2 separate regions of the Triticum aestivum genome follow, and region 1 is linked to region 2. A link is a contact called in public Hi-C data. All regions are on one chromosome and are shown on one strand. Each heading gives the region's core, a stretch centred on a gene start, on an enhancer-like site or on the middle of the called end of the contact. The rest is flanking DNA. Distances are from core to core; before and after follow the strand shown. Region 1 holds the start of LOC123106058 (mediator of RNA polymerase II transcription subunit 12). Region 2 holds the start of LOC123106054 (probable apyrase 3).

Region 1 (4,965 bases), core at 1,540-4,039, 260 kb before region 2:
CCTGAGCGCTTCACATTGAAGTCACGTTCTTGAAACATTACAGATCAACAAGGTAAACTTAATAGAATCTCTGATTCAACTCAAATACAAAAGGAAGACAGGCCAGCCTGGCCTTCCGCATAACCAGCCAAGTTGAACCCCAAACCCTGACAGCGCGCTAGATGCTACCGTCTCCACACAGCACCCAAAGAGAACAGAAGCAAACAAGCCACGATATCAAACATTGTATGCATGGATGATCAGCTAGAGCAAACAAGCATTTCATTATTGATGATAGAGATCAACTAGCCATTACACCATCCACAATCCACAATAGCAATTTGTTTTTCAGGCTAGTGAACTAAAACAAACAGAAAACAGATGGGCAAAAGATAATTCCTGTTTTACAGTCAACCTATCATCAAATCATCTATGTATAAACTCGTACAGTACAAAAGGTAAATAAATCTGTAACACCCAGGTGCTGATTGGGTTACAGAAAGGTGAAACATAAGTGGTTAGGACTGAAATCATATCATAAAAAATTTAGCAGTAACTAGTTATACATACTGGCAAAACAAGATACTCCCACGACCAAATTTTCTTACCTCCTTGCATTTTCCAACGATATCTGGCTTGCAGAAGTATGAGATATGACTAAGTACGATCTCTCTTGCTTCCTATCAAGCCCATCAAAGAAATAATAACAGTCAAGAACGATAGATATGTAGTAAATTTATAATTATGTGTAAACCCCTGACAATATTCAATAAGCAAGGGGGTGGCCCTAATGCATCATACAAAGCTTTTATTCCCAAACGCACCTCTATTCCTTCAACAGTCTCCTTGTACCCAGACTGTACATATTCTTTGGTTAACGTCTCTTCAGGACAGTTTGGTGTTTGAGGATAGAAGTCAGGTGGTCCAAGCCTACAAAAGAGCCATATCGAAGAGGACTGCTGAGTGAGACTAAGTGAAGTCATATCACAAGACAAAACAACTAGTATCTGTTGCCGAAAAGAGCAATGGAGATGTGTTCACATATGCAAACAATGAGTCAATGCTGAAACTAAGGGCAAAGAAAGTAACCAAAATACAACCACTGTGAGGCGGACAATAAATTAATAAGCATACTCTGGCTCTTTCAGTGAAGTGCTTTTGGTTCAGAAGTTAATACATACTTGTTGTTAAGTGGTTCCCTGTCACACTTTAGCCTGTACGGAGCTAGCTGTTGTTGTCGCCTGAAAAACAGTAGTATTAGGAAACACAGGTCACAACCTATTACTGGCACAGGAAAATGCAAATGACAGATTTGGATAATAGTGTCAACTTACTTCACCGGAAACATGGCAACAATTAATTGATTTTGGCACCAGCATATTGTTTTTCTAGCCATCAAGAACCCTATGTTCTACTACCTCCATTCCAAAATATATGACGTTTTGGCAACAATTAATTGATTTTGGAACGGAGGTAGTAGTTATATTAGAAAATGTGAATTTATGGTATAGGATAAAAGTGACAAAAGACTCTCCTTTTTAGGGGGAAAAAAGATGCATTTTTTATTCCTCGAGTTAAATTAGCTGTGAAGGTTGGGGGTTTATTTCACCCCAATGCAAAACAAAAATCTCCATTTTGCAACAAACAGAGTCTGCAGTTCCTTTTTTGTTCAACAATATAGATTGAAGTATAATGTAATGCCATAGATAATGAATGATACCGCGAAACTGTGAAGTGTTATTCAAAATATGAGCTAGCTAGTCCAACTTAAAGACAAATGACAGTAAATATGATGGCTTAGCTTGCACTTGGTTCAATTAAAATAGCTTCGCCTGTACAGCACTAGGTTGTGACAGAATAATAGTTCATATAAAGGGTAGCTATTCATTTCTTTCCATACGCTGAAAATTCCAAGTATAGCATACAGTGGGTTCATTATTGGAAGTTCGAGCGTACACGTGGCGTAGTAACGGAACGCAGTAATGCCTCTAACGGAACGCCATTACTACGGCGCCATACCTTTTAGCTTACTGAGTAATTAGTGATCCATGAGAGACTACTGCTAACTGAACACAGACTAACTGGCGCGCCTCGGCTCGCTAACACTAGGCGATTGTCGATACCGGTTTGATTAAGCAACTAAATTTGCACGGGCAGAGCAGAACAGGGACGTGTTAATACCTCGGGTTCAGGGGGTAATTGGGCGGAGCGTAGGGCGAGACATCGAGCCTGGAGCTGTCCCTGCCGCCGGCCGACGCCGGGCCACCGCTAAACCCAGAGCTGTTGCTGTTGCCGGCGCCCGCGTACCTCTGCATCTCGCCCAGCGAGTCAGCAGCAGCATGCCGCTGCCGCCGCCGCGAACATGGGCCGGGTCCCCCGCGAAACCCTAGGGGCGGATCAGGGCGCCTCCCCGCCGATTCGGGCGGGATCCGCGCGCGCGCCGCCCGGATTCCCCGATCCCAACCCCAAAGCTAGGGTTTTGGCGGCCGGAAGTCGGGAATCCGCGGAGAATTTTTCCGGAAAAGGGAAGAAAGGCGCCGGCTTCCGGCGCCGGAGGAGGAGCTAGGGTTTCCCAATCGGGCGGCCGGAACCCTAGGCGGGGCAGCGGCGCGGAGTGGAGGGGAGGGGAGCAGGAGCGAGCGCGGAGGGGGGGACGGGGCAGTGACGCGACGGCGATTGGTGCGGGGGGATTGGGCGATGTAGAGAGAGAAAGTGGGGGAGCCGGACGGAGTTTGACTCTTTTTTAAAGCTGCTTCCTTTCCTTCCTCCCTCCCTCCCTCGTTGCTTCCTTCCCCTCCGATGGATTTTTCTCTCTCTAGGACTGGAGTCGATGGTCGGATGGGCTCTCTCTCTATCTCTAGTTCTCTACTGCTGGTCACTCTCTCTCTCTCTAGATTGTGACGACGATGATGGATGGAGAACAAGAGGGATCTGGTCTCGACAAGAGTCTTTGTCCTATATATGTATGCCCTCTTGGTGGCATAAAGGTGAGAAACTGAATCTCTAATGTCCCAAAAATACATCACCTTTGCATCTTGGCAACAGTATGTGATGCTTAGATGCTTTAAGCTGCTTTTGGTAAAATTAAGAATATATATGTGGTGGTGGAGCCAGCCCCTTTTATCAGATGGGAAGCTCTTTCGGGGGAAAGTGGCGTGTGTGATGAGCAATAATGCTACACTTACGGATAGGTTATACATATTATACTTTACGGATGGCTTGTGGCATCAGGTGGTTGGAAGAGAGAAGTTGTCGAAACGGACAGGCGGGACACGCGCCCTTGTCCTCCACCGGCTCGCCCGTCTGGGACACAACGCTTCTACTTTCTCTCTCATTCCCAAAAACCCTCCCGCGCTCCCCCTCCACTCCCACCTCCATGGCCGACGCCCCGAAGAAACCCGTTGACCCAGCTGCCACCACCGCCTACCCCACAATGAAGAAGAAGAAGAAAGTGCGGTCGAAGCTCACGCCGGCGGAGATCACGTGGCTCGACAAAGAATCGGCCAAGAGGAGGTCCCGACGGACCGTTCAGGCGGAGAAGAAAGCCGTTGCCGACTTCGCCCTCGAGGTCGCGGCCGCGCAGCGCAAGGCCGGCGTCAAGGAAAACAAGGCCATCGTCGCCAAGGCCAGAGAGGCAGTGACGACGCACGCCCTCCTCATGCTAGGGTTTAGCCGACCCACGCCGGCCATTCTCTTCGCCGCCACCATGGCAGCGGCGAGCACAGGCTCGTCGGTCGTTCGCCCTTCGTACTACCAGTTGTCGAGATCGTCCATAACACCGGAGATGGTCGGTTTTCATCCAGCGCGGCAGCATGCTCCGACCCGGTTCTCCACATCGTTGGGCGGCAGCATGATTGCGCTGGCCATGATATGTCTCCAACGTATCTATAATTCTTTATTGTTCCATGCTAGTATATTATCTATTTTGGATGTTTTATATGCATTAATATATTATTTTATATTTTTTTGGACTAACTTATTAACCTCAAGCCCAATGTCAGTTTCTGTTTTTTTCTTGCTTTTGAGTTCTACAGGAAAGGAATATCAAACGAAGTCCAAACGGAATAAAACTTTTGTGGTGATTTTTCTTGGACCAGAAGACATCCACGGAGCTTGGAGAGAGGGCCGGAAAAGTCCCGAGGGCTCCACAAGCCCTCAGGGCGCGCCCCTTGGCTTGTGGGTCCCACAGGACTACTCCAACCCTAATTTTTGTTCTATAAATTCCCAAATATTCCCAAACAACCAGAAGCATCCACCAAAAAACGTTTCCACTGTCGCAAGCCTCTGTTCCCATGAGATCCCATCTTGGGGCTTTTTTCGGCACCCTGCCGGAGGGGGATTCAATTACAGAGGGCATCTACATCAACTCTATTGCCCTTCCGATGAAGCGTGAGTAGTTTACCACAGACCTACGGGTCTATAGCTAGTAGATAGATGGCTTCTTCTCTCTCTATGATCTTCAATCCCATGTTCTCCTCGATGTTCTTGGAGTTCTATCCGATGTAATCCTCTTTTGCGGTGTGTTTGTCGAGATCCGATGAATTGTGGATTTATGATCAGATTTATCTATGAATATTATTTAAGTCTTTTCTGAATTCTTGTATGCATGATCAAATATCTTTGTATTTCTCTTCGAATTATCGGTTTGGTATGGCCAACTAGATTGGTTCTTCTTGCAATGGAAGAGGTGCTTAGTTTTGGGTTCAATCTTGCGGTGTCCTCACCCAGTGACATGGTAGGGTAGCGAGGCACGTATTGTATTGTTACTATCAAGGGTAAAAAGATGGGGTTTTCATCATATTGCTTGAGTTTATCCCTCTACATCATGTCATCTTAAGGCATTATTCCGTTCTTATGAACTTAGTACTATAGATGCATGCTGGATAGCGGTCGATGTGTGGAGTAATAGTAGTAGATGCAGGCGGGAGTCGGTCTACTTGACACAGACGTGATGCCTATATTCATGATCATTGCCTTGGATATCGT
Region 2 (5,038 bases), core at 845-3,344:
TCGTGACCGCACAAAAGTTGGGACAAACATTAATCCCCTAGTCAATTCGTAAAACCACAATGCAGAGAGGACGCCATTACCGCAAACCTAAGAACTAGAGGTGACGAGATCTTTCTGGAATAGAACACAACAAAAAGACAAGGTGAAACAAGCAAAGTAAAGCATCATTGTTTATATATAGAGTTTGTTGGGCCAAACCAGACACATTTACTAGATGTCCGTGTGTATATGTGTCACCTCTTTCACTATATCTACATTTCCACGGATCTCTCGCACGGCGGCCACCTATACAAAAAGCATGAAAACAATGACACAAAACGACCCTTGAGTAAACACACAACTAACAAATAAACCCTACGGGAAAAAATATAGCCAGTGCGGCAAAGCGTCCTTCTGCTCCTAGTCTCATAGTTATTCGAACGATAACTGAATAACGCTATAGTTCATATCATGAAACAAAAATAGAAGTTAAGAGCATCTCTAGCAACATGTCTAAAGCGTTGTGTATAGCTGATTTAGACACTGAAGTGACAAAATCATCATGCATGTGGTTGTGTAAAGCATTGCCTAAATTTAAACACCGTCCAAAAACGGCTCGACATCGTCCACAACAATGAAACACGAACCACCCTTTCCGAGCCTTTGTCGTGCCACCATCCAGAAAACATGAGGGCACCGCGCGAGCTCCGCGGGGTCTGAGTGGCCGCAACGTCCTGCAAGGTGGGCTCCATTCTCGTGAATGCGATGAGGGCGAGGGTGGGGGTGGAGGAGTTCGGGAAGGGAATATCGTGGTCGATCCGGGGGCTACCGTTTGGCGTCCGTCTAGAACCGATGGGAAAGGAGATGCTCGGCGTTGAACCGTTCGCCTCCATGCGCCATCCAACTGGATTAGGCGAGGAAGGAGAGGAAGTGGGCCGCCGGCGCATTTCTGGAGACCCCATGCTTGGGCAGCTCGGATGCGATGACATCACATGGGTAGAGGGACGAAGTTCGGATTATTGATATTGAAATGGGGAAAATATCCAGTGCTACGGGAGCACTTCACATTAGGTGCTCCCGCGCGTTCTCAGCCGTCGATCTGAGATCCACTGGACAGCATCACGGGATGTGGACCAAAGTGTCATTTTTGGAATGTTTGGGGGATTTTCTGCAAAACATTTATGTTGGATTTGTCTTCTTTGTTTCTCAATGTGCGTTTTGAATTTTGATTTGAATTTTTTAGGGATTGTACATTCATGTGATGCTAACATCCACAATTTTTTTTGAAACATTTATATGTGCGTTTTGAAAACGGGAGCACCTAATGTGAGGTGCTCCTGTAGCACCAGATATTCACCCTGTTGAAATGGTAGTTGAATTGTCGGCGGTAAGATGCCATCACAATACATGGGGGGAGAACGTAGAACAATCTGAAGGAAAACTAGGGTTCCGTATTAGACCGTGGTGTACATGAACATTTAGGCAACGGAATATATAGAAGAAGCGATGTACGTAGATGCTCCGAACTACGTTAGCTGTGACCTGTGATTACATTCCATATGTGGGTGGAGATCGGCGAGAGAGTGACTGCCTGACTGGGCCGGCCAGCGAAATGATCTTTTGGAGGCGCATGCATTTGTCCGTGTCGTGCGCACGTCGGGTAAGGGTCCCGCCACAATATTTGTTTAGACATGCAGCGTGTTTCGCGTGGAGGGGGCCCCACAGGGGACAACTTTTTTGGATGGATAAGTTGTTGCATGATACTAGTGCCATACTCACAGTTGATTAGCATTAGCGATACTAGCGGCACATACAGTAACTTGCATTGGTAGATCGATGCTTCAGATCCAACAACCCCATCCATCCAGATCATGTATCATTTCACGATGAGATCCACACACACACACACACACACACACACACACACACACACACACACACACACACACACGATCGAGGTGCATGCATGCATGCACTAGTCTTACTCACGGTACCCTCCCCTCCCTACAGTAAGATGGATTGTTTTGCATGGCAGGGACTCAGCTGCACGGCCTACCAAACCCTGGGGCTGCCCATGAAAACTCCTGCCTCCTTTTAATACCCTTTCGGCTGCTCAGTCGAGCACGCGCACGAGCCACCCACCAGCACTCCAGCAGCAGCTCGCCATGGCTCACCATGCCTCGGGCGTCCTCCTCTTCCTCCTCATGGCCTTCTCGTTCGCCGGCTCCGCCTTTGCGGCCGACGCGGCGGTGCTCGGCCGGAAGGCCGGTATTGGCGCCGTTGCCGAGGAGGAGCCCGAGCTGAAGAAGGCGGCGCCCGGGAAGTACGCGGTGATCTTCGACGCGGGCAGCACGGGCACGCGCGTCCACGTCTTCCAGTTCGACAAGAAGATGGAGCTCATCGACATTGGCGACGGCGACGACATCGAGGTCTTCGCCAAGGTATATATTTATGCGCACGACGCATAGCAATCTATTCTAGGAGTATCGTATGCTGTTGCTTTCCTCTTAATTATCTTCGTTTTGATTTGTTGGTGCAAAAAAGGTGGAGCCGGGGCTGAGCGCGTACGCCGGACGGCCGCAGGAGGCGGCCAAGTCCATCGTGCCTCTGCTGGAGAAGGCCAAGAGCACCGTGCCTCGCTGGCTCATGAAGAAAACTCCCGTCAAACTAGGGGTCCGTTCTTAAAAAACTATATATAGTAATAACAAATAATTTGTCCAGGACCTAGTTTACTACGTACTACAAACTGGAACTAAATTTGTATATGGGACAGAAATCAATCGCTAAAACCAGAAATGGAATTAATATGTGCAGGCGACGGCTGGGCTCAGGCTCATCGGAGACGAGAAAGCGGAGCAAATTCTTGAAGCAGTAATTATGTTTTATCTCTATATATATTCTACTCTTGTTTCAGTATCTACATATTTTCTAAAATTTCAAACGGACGGACTTGTTTGAATTGATTATTATTCCTAACCAAAACATGTACGCACAGGTGAGGGATGCTGTCCACAGCAAGAGCAAATTCCAGTACAATCCCAGTTGGATCAATGTTCTCACGGGGTCCCAGGAAGGATCTTACCTATGGGTACGTACTTAGTTGAACTTAATTAATTATTCACCCGCAAAAAAAAGAACTTAAGTAATTATTACTATACTCAATTTATATACGTATCCACGTAGAAGTATTTACTGTTGTCACACAAATTGATATTGCACCGTACTCATAGGTTGCTCTGAATTACCTGCTGGGTAATCTGGGAGGAGACTACTCCAAGACGGTGGGTGTGATCGACCTTGGAGGCGGATCCGTGCAGATGGCATATGCCATCTCTGCGGATGCCGCCGCTGCCGCTCCCGTGGTGCCTCAAGGGGACGATCCATACGTCACCAAAGAGTATCTCAAAGGAAGAGATTACAACGTCTATGTTCACAGGTTACTTACCCTCGGCTAGCTCCCTCCTTTGTTATTTTACTTATTACTGTGCATCCATCTCTGTTATTCCCTTTGTATTGATTTGTTCTACATATAAGCTTTGTCCAAAATCAAACTTTATAAATTTTGATCAAGTTTGAAGGAAAAACTTTAATATGATTAGAATCATGATTGGATATATGTTCACATCATATAGATGTATTATTGTAAGTGTTCATATTATTTTCTATAAAATTGGTCAAACTTTATAAAAATTGACTTGAATCAAAGCTAATGTGTGGAGTAAATAAAAACAGAGGGAGTAATTTGCAATTCTACAAAGGCCATGTGGTAACTACTTTGCTCTCCTTATTAATGGCTTTACGGGTGATAATTTTTGAACCATTTCAGCTACTTGCACTATGGCGCAATGGCTTCTCGGGTAGAGATCTTCAAGGCGAAGAATGGACCAGTGAGCTACTGCATGCTGCGCGGATACAATGGTATGATATATATCCTTAATTTGGGTTGAGTAAGCAGAGCACATAATATAATCAAATACAGGAGTGATCGATGTACAATTACAAATCCTTTGAATATATATAAATGAAGGCAAATACACCTACAACGGAGAGCAATACGACGCCGTAGCGCCTCCGCAAGGAGCGGCATACGACAAGTGCAGAGAGGACGTCACCAAGGCGCTTAAGATCAGCGCGCCCTGCCAGGCCAAGAACTGCACCTTCAACGGCGCATGGAATGGCGGCGGCGGCCCCGGCCAGGCCGACCTCTACGTCACCTCCAGCTTCTACTACATGGCAGCAGACGTTGGCTTGATCGACAGTGAGGCCACCAGCGGGAAGACCACCCCTGCGGCGTTCAGGGCCGCCGCCGAGAAGATCTGCCCGATGGGCTTCGTGGAAGCCAAGGCCGCGTACCCCAAGGTGCGATCCGTCGACGCGCCCTTCATCTGCATGGACCTCATCTACCAGTACTCCCTGCTCGTGGACGGTTTTGGTCTGGAGCCGACCAAGGAAATCACGGTGGCGCAGAAGGTGAAGCATGGGGAGTACTTCATTGAAGCCGCGTGGGCGCTCGGAGAAGCCATCGAGGCCGTCTCACCCACCAAGCGGCTCAACGATGCATGATTTTAGATATAATTGCTAGTCCCTCGCAATAAGGTGCAAGCATGTGTATCGTACGATTAATTGCAATAAGGTTCATATGCTTGGACGCCATCTCCAATTGTAATCCTTTTTATCATCTTTGTGGCGAGAATTGCCTAGTATAATGCGCTACAACATATAGATGTGCGTGCCCACACACACACACAAACCGCACTCATTCACACGTCGTTTACTGAATAGTGGAGTCGCGGTTCTTCACGACTACGAATGTCACAATTATCTGGTTCAAAAAAAATGTCACCATTATCGATAGAAATGGTCTGCCATGAAGAACAACCCGCAAAATGATACTCCCTCCGTTCCGAATTACTTGTCGTACGTATGGATGTATCTAGATGTATTTTAGTTCTAGATACATCCATTTCAACGACGAGTAATTTGGAACGGAGGGAGTCGATAAGGTGCGCGCACACACACACACACGGACATTCCATCGCCGTCAGCATGCAGTGCAACG

The links. A called contact is a pair of places that touch in the nucleus more often than the background predicts.
Region 1: a contact with region 2 is called in a Hi-C map of leaf, with 3 times the contacts expected there. The contact joins the promoter of LOC123106058 here to the promoter of LOC123106054 in region 2.

The regions. Positions count from the first base shown.
Region 1 is chr5A:692,318,364-692,323,328 of IWGSC CS RefSeq v2.1, reverse strand. LOC123106058 (mediator of RNA polymerase II transcription subunit 12) reads right to left here and starts at 2,789. Exons shown (of 11, transcript XM_044528259.1): 1 at 2,161-2,789; 2 at 1,161-1,220; 3 at 804-909; 4 at 588-659. The coding sequence starts at 2,294.
Region 2 is chr5A:692,056,834-692,061,871 of IWGSC CS RefSeq v2.1, reverse strand. It overlaps LOC123106054 (probable apyrase 3), which reads left to right and starts at 2,094. Exons shown (of 7, transcript XM_044528252.1): 1 at 2,094-2,420; 2 at 2,524-2,652; 3 at 2,794-2,850; 4 at 2,975-3,067; 5 at 3,210-3,415; 6 at 3,806-3,897; 7 at 4,007-4,697. The coding sequence starts at 2,145. The coding sequence ends at 4,542.